Regions from separate parts of the Capsicum annuum genome. Here region 2 is linked to region 1. A link is a contact called in public Hi-C data. All regions are on one chromosome and are shown on one strand. Each heading gives the region's core, a stretch centred on a gene start, on an enhancer-like site or on the middle of the called end of the contact. The rest is flanking DNA. Distances are from core to core; before and after follow the strand shown.

Region 1 (6,167 bases), core at 2,392-4,891:
TGTATATTAAATGATTGGTGGACTGGTATTGTAAATAATTTGATTTTTAATTTTGTATTTCGAAAATTTTCAATATTTATTTTACAAAATTTATAAATAATTTGATTTTTGTATTCTAAAAATTTTCAATTTTTTTTTTTCAAAATTATCAGAAAAATCCACCACTTGTGGTCGATTTTTTCTAAAAATTTTCAGAAAACCAACCACATGTGGTCGATTTTGATGGTAATTCTTTTTAAAAACCGACCACATGTGGTCGGTTTACTATAATTACATACAAAATAAATTGTTAAATACTTTATTAATTAATTTAAATAAAAAACTGACCACATGTGGTCAGTTTTTTTATAAATTAATTAATTAATTTATATAAAATCGACCACACGTGACTGTTTTTTTTTTTTAAATTATTTTTTTCTATTTTTAAAAAGTTATCATGACTTTTTAAAAAAAAATATTTTTTTTTTTTAAAAAATCGATTACACATGGTTGGTTTTTACTGATTTACCGATCACGCACTTTAGTTGGTTTTATGGTCAGAATTTGAGAAAAAATGACTACATGTGGTTGGTTTTTGTGGTTGATTTTTTTTTTTTTTTTTTAGTAGTGAGTGTATATGGAGGAAATGGAAACGTTGATCTTGAAGCTTTTTTGGCACCCAAGATAATGGCGGGACTCGAACAAGACAAGAAATTTATACAATATGTTTCTTGATCGTGTTTATTAATGTGCAAAAAAGTCAAGATAAGGTGTTTAAATGAAAAATTTGCTAAGTTGGTATATCGAGATGACAAACGGGTGCAAGTTTATGTGGTCATTGGGCTATTTCCCCAATTGTGTTCTATGTATCTATAATCTATTACCTATCTATATCAATTATCTATAATTTATATTTATAATATATTAAAGTATAATACTCTTAAAAAAAATAATTTAAACTTTTTGCCCGACAAAATTGTCTATTCACTTTTTTTTTAAATTATTATTAATATATAGAAAGACTTTTAAATTTATAAAATTCATTAAATTTGTTTTTCTTATACGAATTTTGCTAAAATTAGAGTCTTTATCATATATTTTAGGACTACTTACCATATATTTTAAGATTTCTTAATTATTAATTCTACTCTTATACACAACCAAACCAACTCAAACTAAACTTTCACTCAAACCAATTAAAATGTAATTTTTAAAAAGTTGTCCAAATATTAATATAGTAAAAGGTTTCCAAATATAGTATAGTTTCGTGTGATGTTTAACTAGGATTTTTTTAAAAAAAAACTATTTTTAATATTTTAGAATTTCTTAATTATTAATTCTACTCTTATACATAGGGCTGGGCATAAAATATCGAAAATCGAATTATCGAACCGAACTGAAAAAATTGATATTCGGTATCTGGTATGGTATTTGGAAGTAAGATTTTAATATTTCGGTATTCGGGATTGAATTTGACACAAGATATTGGTATATATATATATATATTAACCCAATAGACAATAGTATTAGTCATCCCAAAGAATCTCTTGGACCTTTGTAATATATTTGTAAAAAGCAACAAAAGAAATACTAAATAGGGTTTTTATTAAATATAATTTTTGATGTTTAAACATACATTTGCACATCTCCAACTTTAATATGGTATTACCAAAAATAAAAGTTTAATTTATCGATTAACAAACCGATGTTTATAAGTATGATATATGGTATCTACGTTCAAATACCGATTAACAAATTATCAAACCTGAACTTTGAAAATACTGAACGTCCACCACTACTTATACACAACTAAAACCAACTCAAACTAAACTTTCACTCAAATCAATTAAAAATTAATTTTTCAAAAGTTGTCCAAATATTAATATAGTAAAAGTTTTCCAGATACAGTAGTACGTGTGATGTTTAACTAGGATTTTTTTTTAAAAAAGAAACTATTTTTAAGGACTTCTATTATGGACTTTCTTTTTTAAATCGAAGATGGTTTAGGATTTTTTTGTGAAAAAAAAATCAACATTATACATTATTTAGGTCTTTAATTAATTAAAGTTCTTATATTATATAGGTAAGAAATCATAACATTTAATAATTCTAAATTGATTAGAATTTTACCTTATATAAAAAATGTCTACAATTCTATAAATAATTTTCCAGATTTTGCAAGAAGCATAGAAATTTGGCGTCTTCTACTTTAAAATTTTTTCTTATTTTGATGTTGAGTCAAGTTATATTTTTGCGTTCATTATTTTCATTTTTTTCGTCTTCCTTTATTTCATGCAGCTAAGAGATTTTAAGACACGTTAACTACTTGAATTTTTTCGATTGTTGAGGCTTTTTATACTCATCGTTGTGTTATGAGATTTTTAAGTCACTTATTTTTTATTTTTGTCTTTGTTTTAGCAGGTTCCAAAACTAATTTCAAAACTACTATAGGTAGAGGAAAAATAGATTTATGTATAAATTTTTCCACCCATTGAAATCTTGATAGTATCCATGATTAAAGAGGAGATGTAATTTATGCACAAGGAGCTAAGATAGTTGATACTACAAACATGAAAGTAGAAGCATATGCTATTCTTAAAGCAGCAATTCACTGCGGACAAGCCGAATTCAATAAGGTCATTTTTCAAACGGATTCTCTTACCATGTTGAAGATACTGACTAATGAATGGAGATATCCATGGAATTTGCTAGATTCTATAGAGCATATTAGAGAAACACTGAAAGACAAACAGGTACAATTCCAACACATAATGAGGGAAGGGAATTAGTTGGCTGATCATTTAACAAATACAGCAATAGACAAAGTGGATTTCAGCATAACATCATTTCAGCAATTAGAAATTAAAGGAAAGAAGATACTTAACAGTGACAAGCTATAGTGTCCATACATTAGATTATCATCAACAAAATGATGAAAAGGCTGAAGGCTACAGCTAAAAGTACTACCAGGGATCACAAGCAAACATTTACAATCCAGGAGGGCAATAACAAAACCCAACAGCTGACTAGCTTATACAGATTCATCCATCAAAAAGGACTTTTAGTAAAGGGGAAAGGGTCAATTGACATCTATGCATCTAATACACCTGAGAAGCAGAAGGCAGTTCAAAAATATTTGCGGCTCCAAGCATCCAGTTATCTCCCTCTCGGCCGCATCTGTAAGCAAAGGGGAGTAAATAGGAAGCCACAACTAAAGAAGAAGGACAGAAAGAAGAAATCAAAGCTTACTTGGACATGCAATCAGTCTCAAGGACCTACGACTCTCAATTCAGCACCAAAAAAGAAGAAACATCCCATCCACCAGAGAACTCAACTATATACAAGCAAAAATGAAGGAAAAAAGTTTAAAAGCGGAGAAGTTGAGCTGAATAGTAAGATTCAAAGGAAACAAAGGGACAAATACTTACTTCTAAGAGCTGAAGATAGTACAAGCATCAAAGATCCAGGGCAAAATGTTGATGACCCAAAGCACAGGCAAGACAAATTGAAGATTCAGGGGAGGGCACACCATTTTTCACCTGGAAATGAGCTCAATCGGCGGAGAAAAAGACAACAAAATGAATTAAAACACCATAGGGGAGCTTATATATGTCTTAATCAATTAGGTTTGGGCCGGGTATTTTATCCGAAATTGTATAAGCCCAATTTACATTTTCAAATTTTATGATGGGTTGATCCATCAAAGTAGGAACAATTTATTTTGCTTTGTTTTTGTATTAATAAAATTCGAAAATTAAATTAAAAAAACATTGAGGCAGGTTTTTAAACTAGTATAACAAAGTGCGTGAAGGTTAAATTGAACAATAATGATTCAGAGCACTTGGAAATCATGAAGGGCAAGAAGGTCTTAAAAGAAGTGTTTCCCCTTTCCTACTATTTTTACTGGATTTATTCACGTGGTAATTAACAAATTTAAAGATAACGACCTATCAAGGTGAGTTTAATCTAATTCATTTCATGAATAAAGCTACAAAGCAAAGGAAAAGAGAATTGAAGGTCCAAATAAAATATGGGATAAGGCTAGAGCTGTAAATATAGGCCGGCTCAGCCCATTTGGGCTAGTTCACAAAGGTCTTGGAGTTGACGGGTTAAGTCGGGTTGACCCATCAATATCACAGGCCAGAAAATAGCAAGCCCAACCCATCACATTGTGCGGTGCGGGCCTCCACAGGCCAACCCATTTTTCAAAATATATTATTTTTATAATTTTAACATAAATTTTAAATTGTTAATTGCATAAATATTTATAATATAATATTTCATGAAATTATTACTTGTTAATCAAGTCTCAAATTTAACAAAAAAAGTTAATAATCTGTGAAATTAAATAACTTTTGACACCAAATTCAAATCAAATAAAGATGTTAAAAAACAAACGAAACTGTTAATGAGTAATAATATAACAAGCTAAATAACAATATTAACTTGATTTTGTTTTAATTGATCACAATAAAACAAAAAAAAATATCAATATTTAGTCTATTAAAAGTAAAAATGAACTCTTAAAAAAAACAAAAAACTCACGGCACTTATGTCGCATTCAATATCGCCATATCATCTTCATTAAACATATTTAATTTCTTAAAAAATTTAGTATTTTATATTTTTAATTATTTATATATTTTATAAATATATTTAATATTTAAATATCTGTGATGGTGCGAATCGATTTTGAGTTTGGACTCCTTTTTTTATTCTTAGTACTCTATTCTATTTTTTAATTATTTTTTGTTTGGCCAGCCCAACCCATAGTGCTCAAGCCCCACGGGCCAAAGGCATCATACGAGCCGGGTTAAAAAGCCCTTTTCTTAAACAAGTTGTAAAAATTATAACCCAATCCTATCACACTACAGGCTGGACCGATTGACCCTGCAGGCCTGACCCATATTGACAACTTTAGATAAAGCTAGGATTAGTGGAACTTGATGCCTTATTTCTCCTTTAGATTTTAATTTCTTTCCTTATTGAAGGTATAATATTTGTCTTAAAAAATGTTCAGTAGTTAAGAAGCTACAATTTTACTGTAGTTCAAAATTTAACCGCCATCAAATGAAATTATGTAGAAAAGGGGTTCAAAAGGTTCCTACATTGCTAAACTCAATGGCAAATTAGACCTTTTGAGATCGTTTGATAAAATATGGGTAAACAATATAAATTCCAACACTCTGTTACCTAATTACTCTTTCTCTCAACTTTTATATTAATTACTTAATATCCCGGATATGATACATAAGTTTGGTCCGGATATATAACTTAGAGATACATAACTCCCAAACTGATTGACTATAAAAAAGGAAAATAACAATAAAAGAGTAAATATTGAAGCAATTAATGCGGTTCTAATTGAGCAATTATATCTCTTTATTTCTTCCATCACAAGCCTTTTATCTTTCCCTTTATATTGCAAAGCTTCCTCCTTTAACCTTTCAATAGCTGTAACAATAATAAAAAACAATAAATAAATAATTAAATTCCTAAAATAATTCAGAGAATTGGAAAAACAGAAGAAAAAAATTGACCATCCTTTAGGAGAACCATACAAAAGGGCAGTTCACGTTTGAAAGCTTCGATTTTTCTGAGTTCTTCTTCTAAAGCAACAATAAATTAATTGAGCTTTGTTAATTTGTTGAAGATGTCATCCATGGCAGAAACTTCAGTTAAAACATCTAAAATTATTTTTGGGACATAAATAAAGTTCAAATAAAGTTGAATGTATTGGATGAAAAAAACAATACAAATCAACTTCAACATTTACTACGTATCAGAAGTAATGATATATCTCATACTTATGTATCATACTCATAATGTTTAATGTATCAGGTGTAAAACAAACTAAAACTCACATACAATTTTCAGAATATATCATATAAATCTAAAATCTTGACAAAATTAGCTCTATGTATCATAATAAGTATATTACATGTATCAAGTATAAAACTGAACCATAATCACATATATGTTGTATTCTGTATCATAAAGCATTAGCCTTGAATCTATGTATCAGATGCGGTATATTAAATGTATCAGATGCAATATATTGAATGTATCATATCTATAAAGAAACAAAAATCACATGTAAAAATTTATGATGTATCAGAACGCATGCATTGTCACGAAAATTGATTTTTTGTAACTTACTTCTTCCTCTTTACAGATGCAATAATCGA
Region 2 (6,167 bases), core at 2,734-5,233, 56 kb after region 1:
TTGTACCTTTTGAGGAAATCCAGACTCTTCTCAACTCCAATTCGTCCAACATGGACTATCAATGGTTTATCTGGTTCTCCATTACTTATTGTGAGTAATAGCAGGAGCAAAGGAGAAAGAATTATCAGCACAAACTAAAGATTGCTTCATACTGTATCAAATTTTAAGCTGAGAGGTCCTACCTTAGCCTTACTCGCATTTCACGAGACCGATACTGGGGGTGGAAGCTCTCTGAATCAACACCCTTATTCCACAAACGTATTTTGTTTGCTGGGAACAAAAGAAAAAGAAAAGCAAAGAGTGACCAACTTTTAGGAGAATGCTTTCATGGCAAACCATCTGAATCCAGCCAAAAACTGCTCTGATAGAACAGAGAAGATGTATATTTTCTTTTTTCTTTCTCCGGTCACTAATTACTAAAATCATCATTGGAGAGCAATTGACTAGTTCAAGTTTCTGCCTATTACCTGATGCTACCTTATAAGCTTCCAGATCCTTTGCGATAGCAGCAGATGGCACCAGTGTAAGATCAGCAGCTCTATGTAGAAACTCTGGGTGAGCAGTAAATGCATCTTAATTAGTATCAAGAAGGGGAGAAGAGAACAGACAATTGATAAGATATTGTAACTGACATACTTATAACCATCCACATTGGTTGAACTAGCCAACTAAAGGTGTATCTTGGTATGTACCTGAAGAACAGAATGAGGATCAGATCACTTATCCAGAGAAAGAAAAGAAACATAAATAGGATCAAAGTAAAGTCCTCCAGTGATATAGTGTAGATAATTCTAGAAGCTTCAGAGATTTATTGCTAAGTATTCCTCATCGTCAGATAGAACTTATGTTTCAGGGTTAATGTTGTATATTTAAGATATCAAATTTTCCAACATGGATTTGAGCTAAGAACCAGAAGGAAGGAGCAAACTTACACTGGCACATGTGTGTGATAAGACATTACAATTGGCACGGACAGAAGTTTTGCCATGATAAGAGCACCAAATACCTAAAAACAAGGAAAAAAAGTTATATAAGACAGGAAGCTGGAAAACATTAATTCCCTTCAGTTTTTCAATAGCAACAATGATATCATAACTGAAAGAAGGAAAAGAACTGAAATCTTACCATTATACCAGGAGATGATGCATGTATGATATCGGGCTTGAACTTTGCTACCTCTGAGATTATTCTAGGGCTGAGAGCAAGTGAGAGGGGTACTTTCCGGTACCAGGGGCAGGGAAAACTGCAAGAAAGGATATACTTCAGAAAGAAGCTTTCTTAGGAGACGGGAAAAGCTCCGTATATTGACAATTTTTCATAATCATGGAGTCCTTAACCTCAACTCTTTGAAGGTAACGTAGGAAAAATGAGTGAGTTAATTATTCAAACAAGGAAAGCAAAAAATATTTAAGGTAACAGTTGCAACCTCCGTGATCCTATCAATTTTGCCCCATAAAATTCTTCGGGTACTCCTTCATGTGTTGTCACAACCATAACCTGCGTGACAAATGCACAAAGATCTGTTCAGCAGTTGATCGTCAAGTGTAGATCTTCTATTCTTATGCCATAAATACTACTCCACTTAATAGACTACAAGAACTATGCCTACGAGTATATTTATATCAAAGGATACCTCTGAGCTAAATTACTTTTAGAATAACCATTGGCTGAAAATGTGCAGAAAAAGCATATCAAGTTGCTTGACATTGGTTTAGGTGAAAGAAAATAGAAAAGACCAACGGATATTAAATTTTTTATTGATATAATATCATAAAATATTCATTGGATTTAATAATATGAACATGGAAATATCCCAAGTAGATAGTTACGCTATAGCATGTCATTCAGGCCCCCTACCGAAAGAACACCAACAGACATCATAAACTAACATCATCATTGTTAAACATAGAATATACCTCATCCCCCATTTCCCGGAGATACTTTATAAAATTCTGGAACCTGTTCTTATATCCAGAAACATACCTGTATTACACAAAAGGGAAACAGTGGTTTTCATCAATAATAAGACAATTGAAGAACAAACATAGTGGGAGTAAGAAGTGATTGAAGTCATGCATAAATCTTGATCATGGAAGTAGAGAATTCAGTATGAATTTAATTTTCTAAGACTATAATCTATCTTGTCTAAAATCACATTTGCAATGTCAATGTAAATAGAAAGGTAATATTCTAATTTCTAGAGAAGACACTAGAGACTCTAGGAGAAAGGATCTTCCCACCCAACCCTCACCTAAAAGTAAAAGACAAACCAAAGGATGAAAGAAGTATCACTTATATTCAAGGTTGAAGGTTATCTATTTTAAACAAAATGCCTTTACAGAATATGACGTTTGATATTTTGCAAATCTTGTGAGGATCCCTCTTAAGTTGAGTAAGCTTGAGGAACCATGCAAGACCAGTGAAGAGCCAAAATGTGGCGAAAAGCAATTAGCTTCAAGTAAAGAAGCAGTAATGAGCACTATAAAAGTGAGAAAGAAGTTTCTGTCCATAGGAAGAAATGAGAAAGAAGATACTGCATTATCAACTTATGCTCAATGCCATTCAAGTAAAATAAAAACATTTCTTTGTACTTCTAAATAGAAGTTACATAGAACTTTGCATATGATTCATCAAACACCAAATTGCATTGTAATATTGATATTTGACAACACATTATGACAATCAACTTAGTTAAAGTAACATAGGATCTCTGGCAGGATTCCGATACATGACAATATGTTGCAAGGGAAAAAAAAGACACACAAAGCAAGAAGAGTCGACTGCAAAATGCAAAGCAGAGTAATGGCATTTCCCTATAATGCAACTCAGATGGTTAGTAATCCACTCTTAAACAGTAATGTCTGTCAGCACACATGAATAAAAAATATTTCTTGCAATAAATGCTTTCATCGAAGAAACATATGGTCAGTATGTATGACTACACTTCTACATAAAAGCATAATAATGAAATAATAACAAGGCATGATACATAAACAGGCACTCGAACTTGGCATCAGTTGACATCCAGACACTAACTCATCTCCAGTTTGCCAATTAAACACTCCAACTTAAAAAATGATCATCATAACACCTCCAAAATTTATGTGCCACGTCAGTATTGGGTGCCCACAAGACACAATGGGGACGAGTCAAAGCATTTAGTTGCCAGTTGAGACCAAGTTGAAGTGTCTAGATGTACACTGTCAACGTTAGAATTCATATATTCCAGTTGAGGCCAAGTTTGAGCGTCTGTTTATGTACTATGCCCAATAAAAATATAACCCTAACACCACACATCCAAAAGTTTCTTTAACTCATAATCATACAACCTCATAAAGATTTCATAATAAATGGATCTAGTGGATCACATAAACTAAAGTCAACATATCAAACGTAAACAATCAAGAAACCAAAATTTAGCAAGCAAAAGCAACCAACTTTCCCAACTTTTAATTAACAATTATACAAAGTGAATCTTCGACAAAAAAAAAAAAAGGAAATCAAGAATGGTCTATAATTAATTTAATGAGTAATTAATACTCACGCAAAAGGTGAAGGTTCAACAAAGAGAGCAATACGCCTAGGCTCTTTCATCTCAGATTCAAGTAAAAGTGGAGGATTCTCATCATCTTCTTCATCTCTGTACTCAGTAATTGTCATATTACTACTAATTCTCTGGAAAGGGTTTGTTTTAAAGTTGCTTTTATACTGTAAGAAGGTGATCTTTGTGGAAATTAAACTAATGGGGTAGGTTCTTGAAGTTGAAACTTTATAAAAACTAGAGGTGAAAAAAGAATAAGAATAAGAGGAAAATGAAGGTAAGGAATCACAAGGTGTAAAGTTAGAAGAATTTATAAAGTGAGAAGAAAGATTGGACATGTTAAGAGTTTGTCTAAATGAGGTTATAATATGTATCTGCGGGGTTGGGTTGGGGGGAGGGGGATTGTATTTGAATTAGTGCTTGCATAATAAAAACACTATGCCACGAAAAAATACATCTTTTTGCTTAATTAAAAGTATCGGTTTTAAGTCTTGAGTATAAAAAAGAAATTCTTAGTTAGAAGTGTGATTTCTAATGAGTCGTGTTTAATGTAAATTTGAATTAATCGAATTTTAATATAAATATTAAATATTTAAAATAAAAATAAAAAATTAAATGTGATGGACCATGAGAAGGAGACTCTAACATGAATATTCTTTTGCACCATATTTAAAAAAGAATCAATCTATGTCACTAATTTAAAAAGTTACAAAAATAGATTGTTTGTATAAAATAAGTGCATAATATTTTTTTTTTCATCTTAACACCGTTAAAATAGAATAATGCACTAAATAAGTGCACTATCCATTTTTATATGGATAGTGCACTATTCATTTTTTTTTATTAAATAAGTGCACTACTCATTTATTTTATGGACAGCGCACTAAAAAAGTACACTATAAATTATTTGATCTCATAAAATACGTAAAATTTCATCTCATAAAAAATTACAGCATTCATTGACATACAAATACATAACTTTTTACATTGTACGTTATGTTGCAATTTGATATTATAAAAAAAATTAAAATTTCATCTCATAATAAAATACTTAAAATTTCATCTCACAAAAGAAGTACAAGATATCAAAATAATGGATAGTGCACTTTTTTAATGCACTATCCATTTATTTTATGAATAGTGCACTAAAAAAATGCATTAAACTATAAAAAAAGGAGAATAATGCACAAAAGAAGTGCAATATATGAAAAATAATTAATAATGTACTCATTTAGTGCACTATTCTATTTTAACGGTATCAAAATAAAAAAAAATAATATTATATACTTATTTTGTGCAAACAGTTTATTTTTATAATTTTTTAAATTAGTGGCATATATTGGTTTTTTTAAAACATGATGACATATTTAAATTCCGCACTCGGAAATGTGGAATAATTGAAAACTATGAATAGCATATGCTTATTTAGAACCACAAATATGGGGCCTTCATTTTTTGGCAGCAACATGTTATTTTCTCCGTAGGGTCTATATTTATTTCTTATACTATAATGTTGAATCAAGTGAAACTGAATATCTGGCCTTAAATGGAAAATCTGTTTTCTGTCCATAGAGATTTGATTTTGTAATTTTTTATAAATTTTCTTTAATTCTATATTTTTTTTATAAGAGATATTCATGTTTACATCATATCTTTATTTTTATATATAAAATATTTAAAAAGTTTATTTTATTTTATTTAATTTGTAAGTTATCATAAGATATTATTTATTGTGCATAATTGTGTGCTTTTGAGTTTCAATATTTAAGATATTGACAGCATATGGTATATGCTATTTATGATTCTATGGAAAAATATACTGTAGGAGTATTGTTTAAAAAAATATGTATTAAATTTGTAAAAAGAAATATAAAATAAGAAAAAAATCATAATGGCTACAAAATCAATTGATTCCCACCTCAAAGTAAGAGTGTCAAACGAGCCGGGTTGATCCGGTCCACTTCCAAAAATCAACCCGATTTGACCTGGTCCGATCAGTCTACGGGCTGTAGGGTATCGGGTCTCGGGCCAATTTAATTTTTTTTTGGGTCCGGTTAATCCGGTCCGGACCAAAACTGATCCATGCTCGCCGGTTAATCGGCCCGGCCCAATTTCTATTTTTTTTTTTTCAGAATTTTGGACATTGGGCCCAAACTAGCCGTTGGCCTAACGACTATATTGCCGTTTTTGGGTCCAAACGGCTAGTTTGACCTTTATAATTATTTTTTTCTTTTTACATTTAAAATTATTTTTTAACCCCAAAAAAATTCTTATAAATACCCTACACTTTCAAATCATTTTTCACACAATTTTTCATTCTCTCTCAATTCTCAAATATTCAATGTAGAATATCCTTAACTTCTGCTCTTGATTGTGCTGTAAATAAAAATGATTATTTAACCATTACTTGTCACTGGTTAGATAGTAATTTTGTTATGCAAAAACGTATTCTTGCTTTTTTATATGATGAAGATCGTAAACATACTGGAGATTTTATTGCTGATTTGATTGCTAAAGTTGCAGAATTTTGCGGTATTGAAAATAAAATCTTATGTATTGCTTTTGATAATGCTTCTAACAACAAGACTACTATAACAAAGTTAAAATCTAAGCTATCTCTGCCGTT

The links. A called contact is a pair of places that touch in the nucleus more often than the background predicts.
Region 2: a Hi-C map of placenta shows a contact between it and region 1, with 5 times the contacts expected there. The contact joins the promoter of LOC107842773 here to the enhancer-like site in region 1. A contact is called at or near these places in 2 of 5 Hi-C or Micro-C datasets (leaf and placenta).

Annotation. Positions count from the first base shown.
Region 1 is chr9:58,360,675-58,366,841 of UCD10Xv1.1, forward strand. It overlaps LOC124887327 (a long non-coding RNA gene), which reads left to right. Exons shown (of 3, transcript XR_007044823.1): 3 at 1-22. Among protein-coding and RNA genes, the nearest start is that of LOC124887327, 5.1 kb to the left of the region's middle. Within about 2 kb of position 3,642, at least 5 of the 5 cell types and tissues checked have an H3K27ac peak or open chromatin away from gene starts, as enhancers often do. A contact at or near this core is called in leaf, where this site is marked.
Region 2 is chr9:58,415,875-58,422,041 of UCD10Xv1.1, forward strand. LOC107842773 (sulfoquinovosyl transferase SQD2) reads right to left here and starts at 3,984. Exons shown (of 11, transcript XM_016686797.2): 1 at 3,545-3,984; 2 at 1,917-1,983; 3 at 1,427-1,497; 4 at 1,126-1,243; 5 at 933-1,006; 6 at 637-692; 7 at 468-551; 8 at 183-270; 9 at 7-84. The coding sequence starts at 3,879.